Linked DNA regions of Mus musculus: regions 1, 2, 3 and 4 are each linked to region 5. A link is a contact called in public Hi-C, HiChIP or PLAC-seq, Micro-C and promoter capture Hi-C data. All regions are on one chromosome and are shown on one strand. The core of a region is the stretch at or near the end of the contact, and the rest is flanking DNA. Distances in the headings are between cores, read along the strand shown.

Region 1 (2,700 bases), core at 107-2,606, 270 kb after region 5:
CAAAGGAGAGTGCTCCACCTCTATACACCCAATAAGATTCTCAAGATCTAACGGGGTCAGATGAAGTCATACATCTGCCTTCACTGATGGTTTGTCTGGGGTATGGGATAAGTATCTTTTATTATTATTATTATTATTATTATTATTATTATTATTATAGCTAGAGAAGAACAGAACTTGCAAGTGGCACTTGTCTCATAGATACCTATGGGTCAGTGAGTGTGCCCACGATTCTAGATTAAAAATTTGAGCATTGTTAAGAAGTATGCATAGAAGGGGAAAGTGAATGAACGGACACTCAACAACAGGAAAGGAAAGTTGTTTGGTGTGATGTATAGGGAAGAGAACTGTGACGTAAGCAGCTAATAGACCATCTCATTTAATTAGCACCATCTAGTCTCACTGATTCTCAACCACATTTCCTCCGTGCTTCCCCATCAACTAAGAGTGCTCAGAGCACAGGGTTTTCCAGAGGCCAAAATGTCTCATTTGCATCAGTGACAGGGTAGTCTCTCATCTATGAGTCAGACTAACATTAATTAACCTATTGAAAACAGGGTGTTCTGATAGAGTGTGAAATCAGATTACAAAGCCGGTACTACCCGTAGTGACTGAATCTAACCCGTGGTGCCTCTGCCTGGTTAGCTGTGACCCTAAGGGGTCACTTGCTGGCTTGCCAGCCAGTCTCCCCCAAAGGCCCCCTCCCTGCACTGCTGTGTTCCACTGGCCACCCCTTTCCTCTGTGTTCTTCATCTGGCTTTGCAAGTAAGGAAGCTGAGGTTCAGAGGGGACAGTGATCCTTGGGGTACACAAAGAGCTGGTTAGTTTAGCCCATCCTTATGTGACTACAAAGCCCCCCCCCATCATCCGTGGACCTCTCTCTACATTAACACCGTGTACCTGGATAAACTCCCAGCCCCCAGAAGCCCCTTCTTATCAACAGAAGTGTCATTTAATGAGCATTTGTGCTTAGGCACACAGGGACAGACTCAGGGTGGCATCAATGGCTTCCACCCCTTCACTTTGTCATTTGATTCTTTTGTCCCCTTGTTCCCAGGCTCCGGGTGTCCTTATATCCTTCATGTGTCCAGTACAATAGGGGAGCTATGAATCAGCAGAGATGTATCCTTTTTCAAAGCCAAATAAGGGACTGAGCCCTAAAACCAGCAATAAACCCAACAAGGTTTTATTAATTCAAACAGAGTGTAATCTGTAGTTGGAGGGTGTCTAGGGCCACATCAGCCTGTATGACTCTCAAAGGAAAAGGAAGGGAAAGCAGGGCTGCCCACCTCTGTTTATAGGGAACAATTGTTCTCCAGGTCCAAACCACATGTCCATAATAGGGAAGAAGAACGCCGCCCTATCAGGGAGTTTTTATTCTTAGGGCCGGAAAAGAGCGAAGGCTGCTTCTCTGGCCTGCAGTGTGTCAGCCTTGAACTTCCCATTCCCCCTCATCTCCTTAGCCCTGCCCCCCACCCCCAGCTCCTCAGCTTTGGCCTTGGCTTGCATAAAAATGTATTTCCCATCTTGACGCTGTTGTGATAAGCCACCACCTTTCATATGGATGAGATGAACAGGAAACCACAGAGCATGCAGTCAAAAGTCCTCGCTGTCCAGTGAAGTCAGGAGCTGCCTTTGTGAGACTTGAAGGGACGCCTTGAAGGGGCTCTGATCTCTAGGGCTGGTCTCTAGAGTCGCTGGAACCATAGGCACGACAGAGAGATGTGGCTGTGTCATTTCTGGGTGTGAAGAAAGTAAGAAGGAAGTCCTCTTGTTCCCCTGGAGCAGGGACAGCAGTGATACTCCGATACTCCGGTCTTGGTGGCTGCCCTTTGGGAGACGATTTGCTGCAGTTTTCACAGCAGGGAACCTTTGCCCAGGATTTGGGTGTGACTAGAACAGCATTCATGTTACATTCCTCTTGGGAAAGCTTGTCCTTAGAGCACAAGGCTGTGCTGCCTGCCTCCCCCATCAAACATTCCCTGTCTACCCCATCATGCCCACCATGGCCAGGAAAGCCACCTTGCAGGCCACAGGATCCACAGAGAAAAAATTTTGAATGTCTCATCAAAGACTTTGTAGAGTAGTCCCTGCAGACCAGGCTGGTTCCTGTGGACCAGCAGCCGTTTACCACACAGTCCGTCTTTCGTCAATGACTGTGTAAAGAGGCAGGGCTAGATTTGTAGACCGGGTGGTGTGTGCTTTCAGACTCTTCCCGTCTCCTGTGCAAAATGTGTGACTCCTTTCCACCGACATTTGGGACAATTCTGAGACATGGGTCTGTCTCCTGTCCTAATTGTCTATATAGCTTGTTTTTCCGGCCTGAGGATTGGACCTAGGGCTTGATACATGCAAGGGAGGTCTCTAGCATTGAGCTACAGCCCCACTGATTGTCTTATATATAAGACTGAAAGGCAAAGGTGGAAGGGAATCTTTCTGTTTTTGGAATAGGGCCTTACTAGGTAGTCCTGACTGATCTGGAACTCGCTATGTAGACCAGGCTGACCTTGAACTTGAGGGTGATCTTCCTGCCTCTTAAGTGCTGGGATTATAGGTTACAGCCCTATATACCTGACTCTGTGGAGTGTAATTATAACCAGCCTTTCTTAGTTATAACATTTATAGTGTAGAGCACTTGAAGGCATTACATAGTCTCTAGTGTAGCCTAATAGTGTAAGTTCAGATGAGACTTTGTCAATA
Region 2 (2,830 bases), core at 85-2,584, 370 kb after region 5:
GTATTTTAAACAGAAAAGCCTTAGCTTTCTATAATGCAGCAAAATACTCAAGATAACCAACTTAGAAATAGGAAAGATTTATTTAGGCCTTGGTCCATTGGGCTGTGACTTTGGGGTCTCTCATGAAGCAGCAAGTCATGGTAGGATGGTGTAGTGGGCAGAGCTGCTCACCTCATGGTAGCTGTTGGCTTCTCATGGGAGCAGAGAAGGCTCCCAGGTCCTAATATTCCCTATAAAGTCACAACCTCAGTGATGTGACTTTCTTTCATCAGGCCATACTTCCTAAATGTTTGACAGCCTCCCTATGCCTACTTCCCTTTGGGACCAAAGTGGTCTTTGAGGAAAAAATATTCAAGATCCGAACTATCGAAGCCTTATTAGATTGATTTTGTGGAGAAGGATGGAAAAAGAAGTGGAGACAGTAAGCATAGAGAATACTTTCAGAGTTTTTGTTTTGTTTTGTTTGAAACATGGTCCAAATCATATCAATCTGTCGAAAAACGGAAAATAAACCATGGGAGAAGCGAGCGATTGTCTTAGGTTCGTTAGAGGGAAGCTGGCCTAGCATTGCTGGGCGAAAGGGCTGAGCTGGCACGGAAGCATCTTGGAAAGGCCCCAAGGCTAGGTATTTTCTCCCATTTGGTACAAAGGTGGCATGGACCTGTCGCAACCCTATCTTTTCTGGGTCAGCAGTCCCTTAGGGATGTTGTGGGTCAATGTTGTGTGTGTTGAGTGCACTCCTCAGGGCTGTTTTTCACCTTGGAAAAGGATTGTTTTTTTATTGGCGCTCATAATAAGCAAGCACAATTAGTCTAAATACAGAGCTGAAGGGTATAGAACTTTGGTGTCAGCGCCATAACACTTCCCTAGGCCAAGTGCTTTTGGAGGAACCCAGGCAGAAGCCTCATCACATGGCAAAAAACCAAACCAAACCAAACCAAACCAAAAAACCAACCCGGGCCTAGTCTAGGTCCTGGGGCGGGGGCCTGGGGGGTTCCTCTGTGGTCCCATCAAAACTTCTGAGGTCTTCCCGGCCCGACCCCTAGGAAGCTGAGCTAGCGTCGGTACCCAGGCGACCCTCACGTGGCTGCCAGGTGAACGCTTGTCAATCTTCAGAACGCAGGCGCAGAACAACTGCAGGCTTTTTTCCCTGCCCGGGAGAAAAGACAGCTAACAGGCAGATTAGGGACCGCGGCCTTCAAGGGCGGCCTCTCATTGGTTGCTTTTATTCCACCCTCAGTCCCTATTGGCTGTGAGCTGCGCACGCGGTAAGCACGCTCCCACTGCGTCCTGTGGCATCGGGGCAGCTAACAAACAGCGGCTCAGCCAATGGGAGGGCTCGGAGGCGGGGCAAGCGGAGCGCGGCGTGCGCACCCGGGCTAGAAGGTAAACAGAAGCGGAGAGTGTGCGGAGCGCTCGCAGCGGGGCGAGCGCGCGGAGGCGTTGCGTTGCGGACGGAGGAGCTACCTTCCTGCAGCCCGGTAAGGCTGTCGCCTGCCGGCCCGCTGCTAACCTCAGCACCCCGGGGTCCCTTCTTATACTTTCAAGTGACAGTGCGGCCTGCGTACGGTGCAGCCCTTTCCCGACCCGGGTCTGGCTCAGCGAGCAGAGGGTTGCTTGTGGCCTCTGCGTCGTCCACGCACGTGGCTGCCTTTCTCCCAATAATGTTCTGAACTCTCAGACCCTCGAACTGTGTGCTCTGGCTGCAGTTTGTGTCAGAACTACAACTTCTAAGCCCGAGCCAGCTGTTGGGTTTCACGGCTGGGGTGAAGTCTGGGAAGAAGTCCCTTCCTTGTTCCTTTTTCTTCGTTTCTTTTTGGTCCGTCCTCTTGTTTTTCCCAGACACTGATGGCCACACTACCAGTTTTGACAGCTCCTGCACTCTCTTGCACAGAAGCTGTCACATAACTCAACCAAGCCACCTTCAGAGTGTGAGGGGACAGAGGGAGAACGCTGTAGGGGCGGGTCTGGGTTCTGGGACCCTTCATTGGCTAGGCAGCCTGAAGGGGCAGAGGCTGTGTGCAGACATCCAATCTGGGTTGGGCTTGCAGCACTGTAGAAAATTGATTTAGGCTCACTTGGACTTGGTGTCTGTGGAACGGGACTCTGGAGCTGGGGTGTGTCAGGCCAACCTTCTTGCCGGAGGATTTGGACTAGTGATCATGACAGACATCCAGTTGTGCTGTGGCTGGCGGCCATGCTGGCAGGGAGGTTGTTGGGAAACATTTGGAGTGAGGAAGGCACTTCTGAGAAGAGGCTAGAGGGGTTTGTTGGCTTACAAGAGCAGTGTCTGTACGACTCCGAGGGTAGCTTTGGATGCTATATTTAGCCTTGTGAATAATGAAGACAGCTGAATTGTGACCACTTGTGGACCAGGTGACACAAAGCAAAAGCGAGGCAGGCAATCTGTGCATTCTCTGAGCTAATGAACCACCTGAGACAGAACTTCCCAACTCCAGACTATTAACATGTTGGACCTAATCTTGTTTACTGTGCCTGCTTATCTTATGCAGGGTGTGTAGCTGAATCCCTGGCTTGTACTACTAGACAAATAGTGACACCCCCACGGCCACCCAATCCCACCAATTGTGACAACTGAAAATGTCCCCTGACATTGCAAAATACCCCCAAGAGCAAATTTGGTTGAGAACTATGCAGGCAGGACTCTAGACAGGGTCACCCCATGCTGCCAGGACCTCTGTGCAACTTGCCCACAAGTAGTTGGGAAGTTTAAGACAGTGTTACAGTCACTGCTGTAAACAAATGGTGGAAGGCATTCGGTGGGGGCTTTAAAGGTGAAACCCTGAGTGCACTGGGTGGTAGGGGTGAA
Region 3 (2,700 bases), core at 26-2,525, 280 kb after region 5:
TGTTGACCACTGAGCCATCTCTCCAGCCCTCTTTTATTTTTTAAGATAGAATCTCACTACACAGAGCTGCTCCTGAGGCTAACCTTGGACTTATGATCCTCCTGCTCCAGTCTCTCAAGGAACTGGGATCTAAGCCCCGTGTCACACAGCCATTGCCTTTTCTCTTTCTTTTCTCACCATGGAGCTCTGTCCTGGAACTCTCTCTGTAGACCAGGCTGGCCTCAAACTCACAGAGTCCTACCTGCCTCTGCCTCCCACATGGTGGGATTAAAGGTGTGCACCACCACTGCCTGGCCCTTTTCTTTCTCATAAGTCCAAGTCTCTCAACAACACTCTCTTGTGCTTATCTTTCTCTGTTCAGAATAAATTGGGAGGAATCCTGTCCACTCTTCTAAGGCCAAAACTCTGATCGATAGTCAAGATTCCTTTGTCAGGGCACCTCACCCAGTCCAGACCCTGTTGGAGGAACCATGGGTTAGATCCCCATCAGCAGAATAGTAACCCTAATAGTGATGGGCTTCTAAGAAGCCTCCATGGAGTTGCCCTGTGGTGGGTGTCTGAGTAAGATGAGGACAGGACCTGGGAAGATAACACCCCAAGTATTTAGGATTCTTACAGGGGTTGGGTGCTGGCAGACATACTGACCTGAGACTCGCTTAGAACTTTGGTTCAAGTGCCCACTCTTCATATCATGCCTGGCAGATGGCTGCAGGTGTGTGTCCACCTGAGGTGTGGGGGCTGTTAGCAGCTGACAGAGGTGAGGAGGAATCAGAAGGTGGAGTCTTGCTAGCACAGCCCCAGCCCTGGGACAGCTGAGAACTGCTCATCATGGCCTTGTGTGCAGGGAGACCAGGGTGGCAGGGCTGCTGGCACCCAGGAATGCAACTTTACCCTGGACCAGGTCCAGCGAGGCACCCTGGTGTTGTTTTACTTGGGCACAGCAGCCTCTCTGGGGGAGTCCCAGAAGAAGCGTGAAACCATTCTGGGATGTCTGATTTTCTGTGGTACAGTGAAGTGCTGCTCTCTGGAGTTGCCTCTGGACCCTTGACCTCATTGTCAGGTCGTTTCTGAAGGGCCTTGGCTAGAGCAGTCCCAAGGGGTCCTGAGGCAGTGCTAACAAAGGCAGTTAGGGAGGTGGCTGGACTTGCTCCTGCTTACACAAATGGAAAATCTAGAAGGTCATTTGACTCCACAAAACGCCCCTCTGTGAAGACTGCTGATCTCCAGTTAACCGCTGGGGACTGCCTGCATTCCAAGCCGGCTTTGGTTTTAGCGCAGTCACAGAAATTGCTTGGTAACGAGGCAGCTGCCTGACTGTGCCCTGCGCTGAACACCCCTCATTTGAATCGCTCACGAAGCAGCTGAACGGGGACTGGATATGACCTTGAGCCGCTTGGCTTGTGATTTCAGGTGCTTTTAAGAGAAAACCCATACAAGGCAGATGCTAGGGGAAATGCTGAGTGGGACAAGGTCAGCAACAGGGGAGTCCTCTCCCCCTCCGCTGTCCTGCTCTCTACTAGGGCATCCTAGGCTCACTGTGCGCTGTCAGAGAGGCCAGCATGGCCACAAAGGTCATCCCTGTGTGGATCCCTCACCTTAAGGTAAAAACAGGACTTTTCCCTCCTCACCTTGCCAGGGCATCTCAGAGACTCCAGTCAGTGCCAAGGGCCACCACAGTTTCTTCCTCAGAGGACGAAGCTTGACCTCTTCCCTCAGCCTGACCTGAATCCTGTCAAAGACTAGGGACAGGATCATCCTCCAGTCCTTCAGCTCCCACCAGGACCAATCTGGCCACTGTACTGGGGCCTGGGGATAGAACAGTCTGGAACCTAGAAAGTTACCTGGGGCAAAAGTCACAGTAGGTGATGGACCACAGGGCATGTGACCGGAGCAGGCAATTCTATGTGGCCACTTCCCTACTCTGTTCTTTGTCTTGTTTTAAATGTTTATTTCATTGTTTGTTTGTTTTGAGACATGTTCTCACTCTATAACTTGACTGTGTTGGAACTCACTATGTAGACCAGGCTGGCCCCAAACTCACAGAGATTCACCTGCCTCTGCCTCCCAAGTACTGGGATTAAAGGTGTGCACCACCACTGCCTGTCCATTATTACCTTTTCCTCCCCTTCCCCCTCCCCCTCCCCCTCCCCCTCCTCCCCCCCTCCTCCTCCCCTCCCCCTCTTCCCCCTCCCCCTCCCCCCTCCTCCTCCCCTCCCCCTCTTCCCCCTCCCCCTCCCCCCTCCTCCTCTTCTTCTTCTTCTTTGTTCACTATTAGTGTATCCTCAGTAAATATTACAGTCACACAGTATCTTTTCCTGATGCTTGAAATTTCAAAGTTAAAAAAAATAGGTCAAAGATGATAAGAATTTATGATACATGCCAAATTACTCCCCAAAGTATTTATGTCATTTTATAATGTCACCTTCAATGTATAAGAGTACTAGTTTCACCTGGCTCTACAATATTTATTATTATTACTATCACATGATCACCATTTCTTTATTTTTATAAATATTACTGCGTTAAGGATCAAGCCCAGGGTCATCTGCATGTAGAAGTGAGGGTGTGGATCCCCCCTTTTTGTTAAACATGTTGGGGTGTTGTGTATTTGGTTTATTGCTTATATTATGTTAATTGAATTCCCAAATCACACGAGAATTCGCATGTCTTCGTGTGAGAAGCTGACGGTCCCTCTCCACA
Region 4 (2,700 bases), core at 157-2,656, 340 kb before region 5:
CTCCACCATGGCCAGGAAAGTGGCTGTCCCCTCAACCCCAGCAATCTCGAACCTCTCTGCCAGGTGAGAGAGAACTGATGGAAAGAGCTGAGCACCCAGAGTCTGGAAGCAGAGCTGCAAAGCCCACTCCCAACCTCACAGCTGTTTACCGGAGTAACAAGTCTCCACGGGGCCCCCTCTAGGGCTCTGAGGTGCATAGCTGGGGTCCTACAGCGTTGGGGACATAAGCCTATACTAGGCACAAACAGTATCCACAGTGCTTCATCTGCTCACCTGTCCCACATTGGCCAGATGTTAGAAGACTTGGGACATTAAGCTTTATTGAATAAAGAAACTACGTAACTCACCAAGTCCCCTAGCAACGCTGTCATTTACAACATCGGTAAGCAGAATTTTCCAGACTTAGAAGCCAACACGGGCTATGCAGTGAAATTCAAAGCAGACTAACAAAAAGAACCTTTTTTTTTAAAGAATTATTTATTTATTATATGTAAGTACACTGTAGCTGTCTTCAGACACTCCAGAAAAGGGCATCAGATTTTGTTAAGGGATGGCTGTGAGCCACCATATGGTTGCTGGATTGAACTCAGGACCTTCGGAAGAACAGTCTGTGCTCTTACCCGCTGAGCCATCTCACCAGCCCAAAAAGAACCTTTCTTATATGCCTACTTTCACCCCAGTAGGATCCGACACTAACTTTGCCTGGGAGCTCCCACCACACAAGGCTGCCTCAGAGAAGGTGCAGGGCTTACAATGATGACTTCCCTAAAGGAGAGTCGGAGCCTGCCAGACTCAGGGCATCTCCGGACACGCTTTTCCTGGGCCTCTTCCTCTTGCCCACTTCCCTCCATCCCTCCTAGCCTACCCTGAGCGCAGACACCGTGGGCAGGTCCATATCCGGGGAGCTGGCTATTATCTTGTGAGCCGACAGGACGCCTACAGAAAACAAAGTTTTTCAACTGTAGATCATGGCCCAATCATGCAGTCCATCAATGGAAGCCAACAGCAGCTCTAGCAGTGCCGGCCTCCGACGCTATGCTCCCAGCAGATGGATGCAAATCTACCATCCATTCACATTCACTCATCGCCCACCCACCCACTCACTCACTCGTTCACTCTGGTGAGAGGGAAGGCTGACCACGCGCTCACCCGCGGCCGTGAAGCCCCGCGCCAGAGCACAGGCCAGCTGGCCTGCGCCGATGAAACCCACGCTCATGGCCGCAGGATCCCGGCGAGCGCCGATCCGGGGACTCTGGGGATCCCGGGGTCAGTGTCCGCGCGTGGAAAAAGATGGACCCGAATTGCTCGGAACAGCTTTCAAACCGGGATGCACCAGATGAACTGCTAGAGAGGCCCCAAGTATCCCAGAGCATCCACCGCCAAATACGCAGCCTCCGGTTGGCCACGTGTCCAAGGCAACCAATCCGAGGCTCGGGTCTGGGGCGGACCAATCGGCATCGCCGTCAGGCCGTGCGCCCGCCTCCTGATCGCGCAGCGGGTGGAACCTGTTAGCTCCGCTGGTGCGGGTCTGCTTGGCCCTGCCTGGGACACTGGTAATTCCTGGTTAGAAGAGTTGGTTTCTAACTCTGGTTCAGGAGTGAGATCTCCAAAACGCCTATTAGAGATGTACCCCTCATGGACACCAGGCTACAGCTAGCCAGCTTCGGCATGCTCCTTCCGAAGTAGAACTAGGTAGAAAAGACGAATTACTAGATCATGATTTGTTGATTTATTTAGTGATTTCCTTAAAGCACTGCTTGCACGGCCTGTTGGCCAAGCATGACTTCTCTTGCTACCCGGAACAGGGCGACCTGGAGAAACAGCTGAGACAGTGAGAAATGACTGCTTGTTTGTCCACCCCACCTTGTGGTTTTAGAGTATACAAAGAGACCCAGCATCGAAGCTTTTCAGGAGCTGTCCCGAATCACCAGTGACATCTCCTCTCTTCCATTAGAATTGTATTGTTTATTCCCAGAAAGATTTCTCGAAACATGTCCAGACGCACCAGAGGGCTCAGGAACAGCCACAAGTTGGGTTTGACTTTTGGAAAGTGTTTCACTATGTAGCCCAGGCTGTTCTTGAACTAGTGACCTTCCTGCCTCATCCTCTTGAGGGATGGGATTATAGGCGTGTAGTACATACATTTCTATAGTATACCAATCATAAGCAGTTTCCCAACGCCACCGAAACGTTATTTTACACAAGATTCTAACGTGTATTTATTCCATTAATGGACGAACCAAACAGTTAAAGTGGAACGATTTTTTTTTTCTGGCCAGAATCTCTTGCTTTGTTGCCCAGGCTAGACTTAAGTTCCTGAACTCAATGGACCTTCCTACCAGTCTTCCTAGAATTGGAAACTACATACATACTATCTGCTTTCTTGTATTCTGCTACAGTGAGGTAGATGAATAGCTACCTTCCCACCCAGCCATTTGGGACACACCCTCCAGGAGTGCCCCACCCTGACCCTACCGTCCAGCCCTTCCCTTCCGGACCTCCCAGCCAATAGGAAAACCAGTTCAGCCTCCTCCCTCCCCTCTCCCCGGGTTCTCCGCCCCCAGCATCATTTTTATCAGTGCCTCAGGGCCTTCACCCTTGTCTTATCCTTAAGTAACACGCCTGCCCCTTCTGAGAATTAGGAAGAACCAGACAATGGGACAGAGTACTGAGGTGTCCCAGGCTAGGCAGATGGCCAAT
Region 5 (2,870 bases), core at 311-2,810:
ACTCTTAATCAAGCTCCCACACTTGACTGGGACATCTTGGGCTTCTCCTCCCCAGGGCATTCTGCCTAGCACTCAGTTCCATCAGATACAAGGCTTATCAATCCTTCCCATACCCCTTAACCTAGCAGGAGGAGCCCAGGACGGGTTCCCCATCCCGTCATAAATGCAAGCAACAAAGACGTCCCTAGCAGTTCCCGACATTTTTGTCACCAATGATAATTATAGACACTAACACCGTGCCTAGCTGCTTCTTAATAAATATGTATAGAATGTATGAGAACTGTGTCAAGCAAGAATGCTGAGCTAGGCAGTCTCTCCGAGGGCACCAAGATGACAGCTTCAGTTCTTCCCATAAGGAGAAATAATAGAAGCAGTGTGGTATCTTGGTACCCACTGGGTGAATGTCTTTTCCCCCTTCCCTCCCCCCCTTAAGAACTGAAGCCCCATTGAGGGCTAGCCTGCCTCTTCTAAAACACATTACTGCAGCTGGACAGCAAGGGAAATCAATTGCCTCGACCATTAGCAGCGTGAGCTTGGGTAACTGAGTGTTTGGGGGAGGTGGGAACAGGGCAGGTGAGAACCACACTAGCAAAGACGGGAAGGAATCTGCAAAACCAGAAGCCTAGGAGGCAGGAGCCACTGGAACGCCAGGACCCGTCATCCCACCACCTCCTGACCATCTCGGAAGCGTCAGTGAAGAGACCAGATAGCTGCAGAAAGCGCCGAGACCTCGGGAAGTTTGGAGAAAATGTTATTTCCAAGTAGAAATCAGGCCCAAAGCGAATGCACTGTAAAGAAATGGCACTGCTTTGCATAACTAAAATAGAAATACCGAGAGTGAGCGGATGTTGAAAGGATCATCAAAAATAGGCTTAAGGGGAAAAAAAAATCTTCTGTATTCATGGAGGACAATAATCTTCCGGGACAAGATAGGCCCAAATCAGAGCAGCTTTAAAGACCGCGCGCACACCCTCCACCCCGACGCCGAGAAGGCAGTGAAATAAACAAAAACTCTGCGACCATCCAGACCCAGCGAAGAGGCAGGCCCCTTGTCTTTACAAAGCCAGAGGCACTTACGCCAGATGCTCTTACTTCCCGGGCTTTTCTTGCAGGGTAAGCGCAATGTCCCGGAAGGGGTCGGCCCAATGGGCCTCAAGGACCTCCGCGGCAGCGCCGCGGGTCTTTCCCGCCCTTCTCTCCCGGTCCGGCTGAGCCGCAGGGCGGAGTGAGGCGGCCCCGAGCCCACACAGCCGCCCAGGCCGCGTCGCCCTGCGCCTCCGGCCCGGCCCCGTCGCACCTGCACCATGATGGCCATGCGGAGGGAGTCCTTGGGAATACTCTCGCTGCATTTCTTGCAAGAGGCGCGCCCGCTCTTCGCGTACTCCACTCGATAAAGCCTCTCCGAGGCCTCCGCCATCCTCCTTCTCGTGCTGCAGCGGCAGCCCGACGCCGCCGCTGGTGCGCTCCGCTAACGTGTCGGTTTCCCCCGCAAGCGTGCAGAGCCGCCTCCGCTCAGGATAGATTACTGATGCCTAGCGGCGGGACCGCCCCCCCAAGCTCGCGCGCGGAGGGCGGGGCCTCAGCTCATAGGGCGGGGCTTCAGCACGTGTCCTTGGGAGGTTGGGTCCCAGCGCGACTGCGCCTGTGCACGCTGGTCTCTGCCTCTGGGAAGGGGCCAGGGCGGGGACCCGGGGAATCTGACAGGCGCCACCCCTTTTGTCGGTTTGTCCCAGAAAGGCTTTTTGTTCGCCCAAATAATTCCACCTCACCCACTTGCATTTTTTTCTAGGTATGTCTAGAGCGAACCCTGCTGACCCTAAGTGTAGTATTCTGCTTTGCAGCCTCCACATTGCTGACACAGAAAACCAACTAAAGCCTGATTTTTCATTCTTAGTAAACTTAAATGCATAACTATAAATTCCAAGAGAATGAGCAGAACCCGTGACAGTTGGTAGTAGTTACAACAGATGTCGTGTGTTCTCATCCCCCATCTCCGCGCTAACACAGGACAGGGTGTCTCAGTGTTGCCCTGGCTGCCCTGAAACTTGTTCTGTAGATCAGGCTGGCCTTGAACTCACAGGGATCCATGTGCCTTTGCCTCCTGAGTGCTTGGGATTAAGGGCGTGTGACACCATCTCCGGCAACAGATATTTTCCTGGGGAGATCCCAAAATATTTTAGGTTATCGACAATTAAAGTTATAGGTATTGTTAAACTTGCTACTGTTAGATCTTGTTATTTAATGTAGCACTACAATCTTTAACATTATTGGTCTTTTTTTTTTTTTAATAATTATATGAGCGTGATGCAGGGTCTCACTATAAAGCCCTGGCTGGCCATGAAGATGAAGTCGGCTTCAAACTCACAGAGATCCACTTGCCTGTGTCCTAAAGTGTGGGTAAACTGCATGTCTGGCAGCAAACTGGCTGGTGAGCTGTGGCCTACTTGTCTATGAATCATTCCTGATTGAGCAGGTATGAACTGGCTCTAGGTATCTGCTTTGTGCTTCCTCTGTTGCTGCTCTTTTTCTAACCCTGCCCTCCCTTGTTGAGACCCTCTCGTGGCAGAGAGAGACAGGACACATGGCTGTTCCCTAACCTAGTCCAGGGAGTGGGGTCCTTCCACTTTGCCTTGTAACTGATCCCGTGGGTAACCACCCCAGCAAATTCTCCTTTGCTGCAGAGGGTCTAAACCAGGCAGGCTAGCCTATCTCAGACTTAAAAAACAGAAAATCTCCCAGACCAAATTACAATGTGTGAATTGCAGGCATGTTTTGCCTGTATAAATATTTATATATCATGTGTGTTTGGTGTTTGCTGAGTCCAGAAGACGTTTTCATATCTCCTGACTGGAGGAAGTTACAGATGGTTG

What was found. Promoter capture Hi-C pulls out the DNA fragments that hold promoters and counts their contacts. A called contact is a pair of places that touch in the nucleus more often than the background predicts. HiChIP or PLAC-seq counts read pairs in DNA pulled down with a chosen protein or histone mark.
Region 1: an H3K4me3 HiChIP or PLAC-seq map of bone marrow-derived macrophages shows a contact between it and region 5, with 2.4 times the contacts expected there. The contact joins the enhancer-like site here to the promoter of Parp1 in region 5. A contact is called at or near these places in 1 of 39 promoter capture datasets (neural stem cells), 3 of 484 Hi-C or Micro-C datasets (embryonic stem cells and nephron progenitors) and 3 of 115 datasets of contacts at active chromatin or transcription factors (bone marrow-derived macrophages, embryonic stem cells and microglia).
Region 2: a Micro-C map of embryonic stem cells shows a contact between it and region 5, with 3 times the contacts expected there. The contact joins the promoter of Coq8a here to the promoter of Parp1 in region 5. A contact is called at or near these places in 10 of 39 promoter capture datasets (the 3T3-L1 cell line, the SN4741 cell line, cranial neural crest and 5 more), 3 of 484 Hi-C or Micro-C datasets (cerebellar granule neurons and embryonic stem cells), 1 of 115 datasets of contacts at active chromatin or transcription factors (memory CD8 T cells) and 3 of 9 other capture datasets (adipose tissue, liver and macrophages).
Region 3: a contact with region 5 is called in a Hi-C map of myocytes, with 1.8 times the contacts expected there. The contact joins the enhancer-like site here to the promoter of Parp1 in region 5. A contact is called at or near these places in 1 of 39 promoter capture datasets (neural stem cells), 14 of 484 Hi-C or Micro-C datasets (the AML12 cell line, B cells, the G1E-ER4 cell line and 11 more), 6 of 115 datasets of contacts at active chromatin or transcription factors (bone marrow-derived dendritic cells, embryonic hindbrain, embryonic stem cells and 1 more) and 4 of 9 other capture datasets (adipose tissue, embryonic stem cells, liver and 1 more).
Region 4: a promoter capture Hi-C map of liver shows a contact between it and region 5, with 2.6 times the contacts expected there. The contact joins the promoter of Pycr2 here to the promoter of Parp1 in region 5. A contact is called at or near these places in 2 of 39 promoter capture datasets (liver and pre-B cells) and 1 of 115 datasets of contacts at active chromatin or transcription factors (memory CD8 T cells).

The regions. Positions count from the first base shown.
Region 1 is chr1:180,301,612-180,304,311 of GRCm38.p6, reverse strand. It overlaps Gm39713 (a long non-coding RNA gene), which reads left to right. Exons shown (of 4, transcript XR_865777.2): 4 at 1,058-1,110. Among named protein-coding and RNA genes, the nearest start is that of Gm39713, 6.1 kb to the left of the region's middle. Within about 2 kb of position 1,356, at least 74 of the 459 cell types and tissues checked have an H3K27ac peak or open chromatin away from gene starts, as enhancers often do. A contact at or near this core is called in bone marrow-derived macrophages and microglia, where this site is marked.
Region 2 is chr1:180,194,524-180,197,353 of GRCm38.p6, reverse strand. Coq8a (coenzyme Q8A) reads left to right here and starts at 1,334. Exons shown (of 15, transcript NM_023341.3): 1 at 1,334-1,481.
Region 3 is chr1:180,282,831-180,285,530 of GRCm38.p6, reverse strand. No RefSeq gene overlaps it. Among named protein-coding and RNA genes, the nearest start is that of Gm39713, 25 kb to the left of the region's middle. Within about 2 kb of position 1,275, at least 76 of the 459 cell types and tissues checked have an H3K27ac peak or open chromatin away from gene starts, as enhancers often do. A contact at or near this core is called in embryonic limb bud, myocytes, neural stem cells and 2 more, where this site is marked.
Region 4 is chr1:180,902,980-180,905,679 of GRCm38.p6, reverse strand. It overlaps Pycr2 (pyrroline-5-carboxylate reductase family, member 2), which reads right to left and starts at 1,406. Exons shown (of 7, transcript NM_133705.2): 1 at 1,150-1,406; 2 at 866-936. The coding sequence starts at 1,216.
Region 5 is chr1:180,567,581-180,570,450 of GRCm38.p6, reverse strand. Parp1 (poly (ADP-ribose) polymerase family, member 1) reads right to left here and starts at 1,560. Exons shown (of 23, transcript NM_007415.3): 1 at 1,298-1,560. The coding sequence starts at 1,417. Gm31986 (a long non-coding RNA gene) reads left to right here and starts at 1,552. Exons shown (of 4, transcript XR_001779573.2): 1 at 1,552-2,473.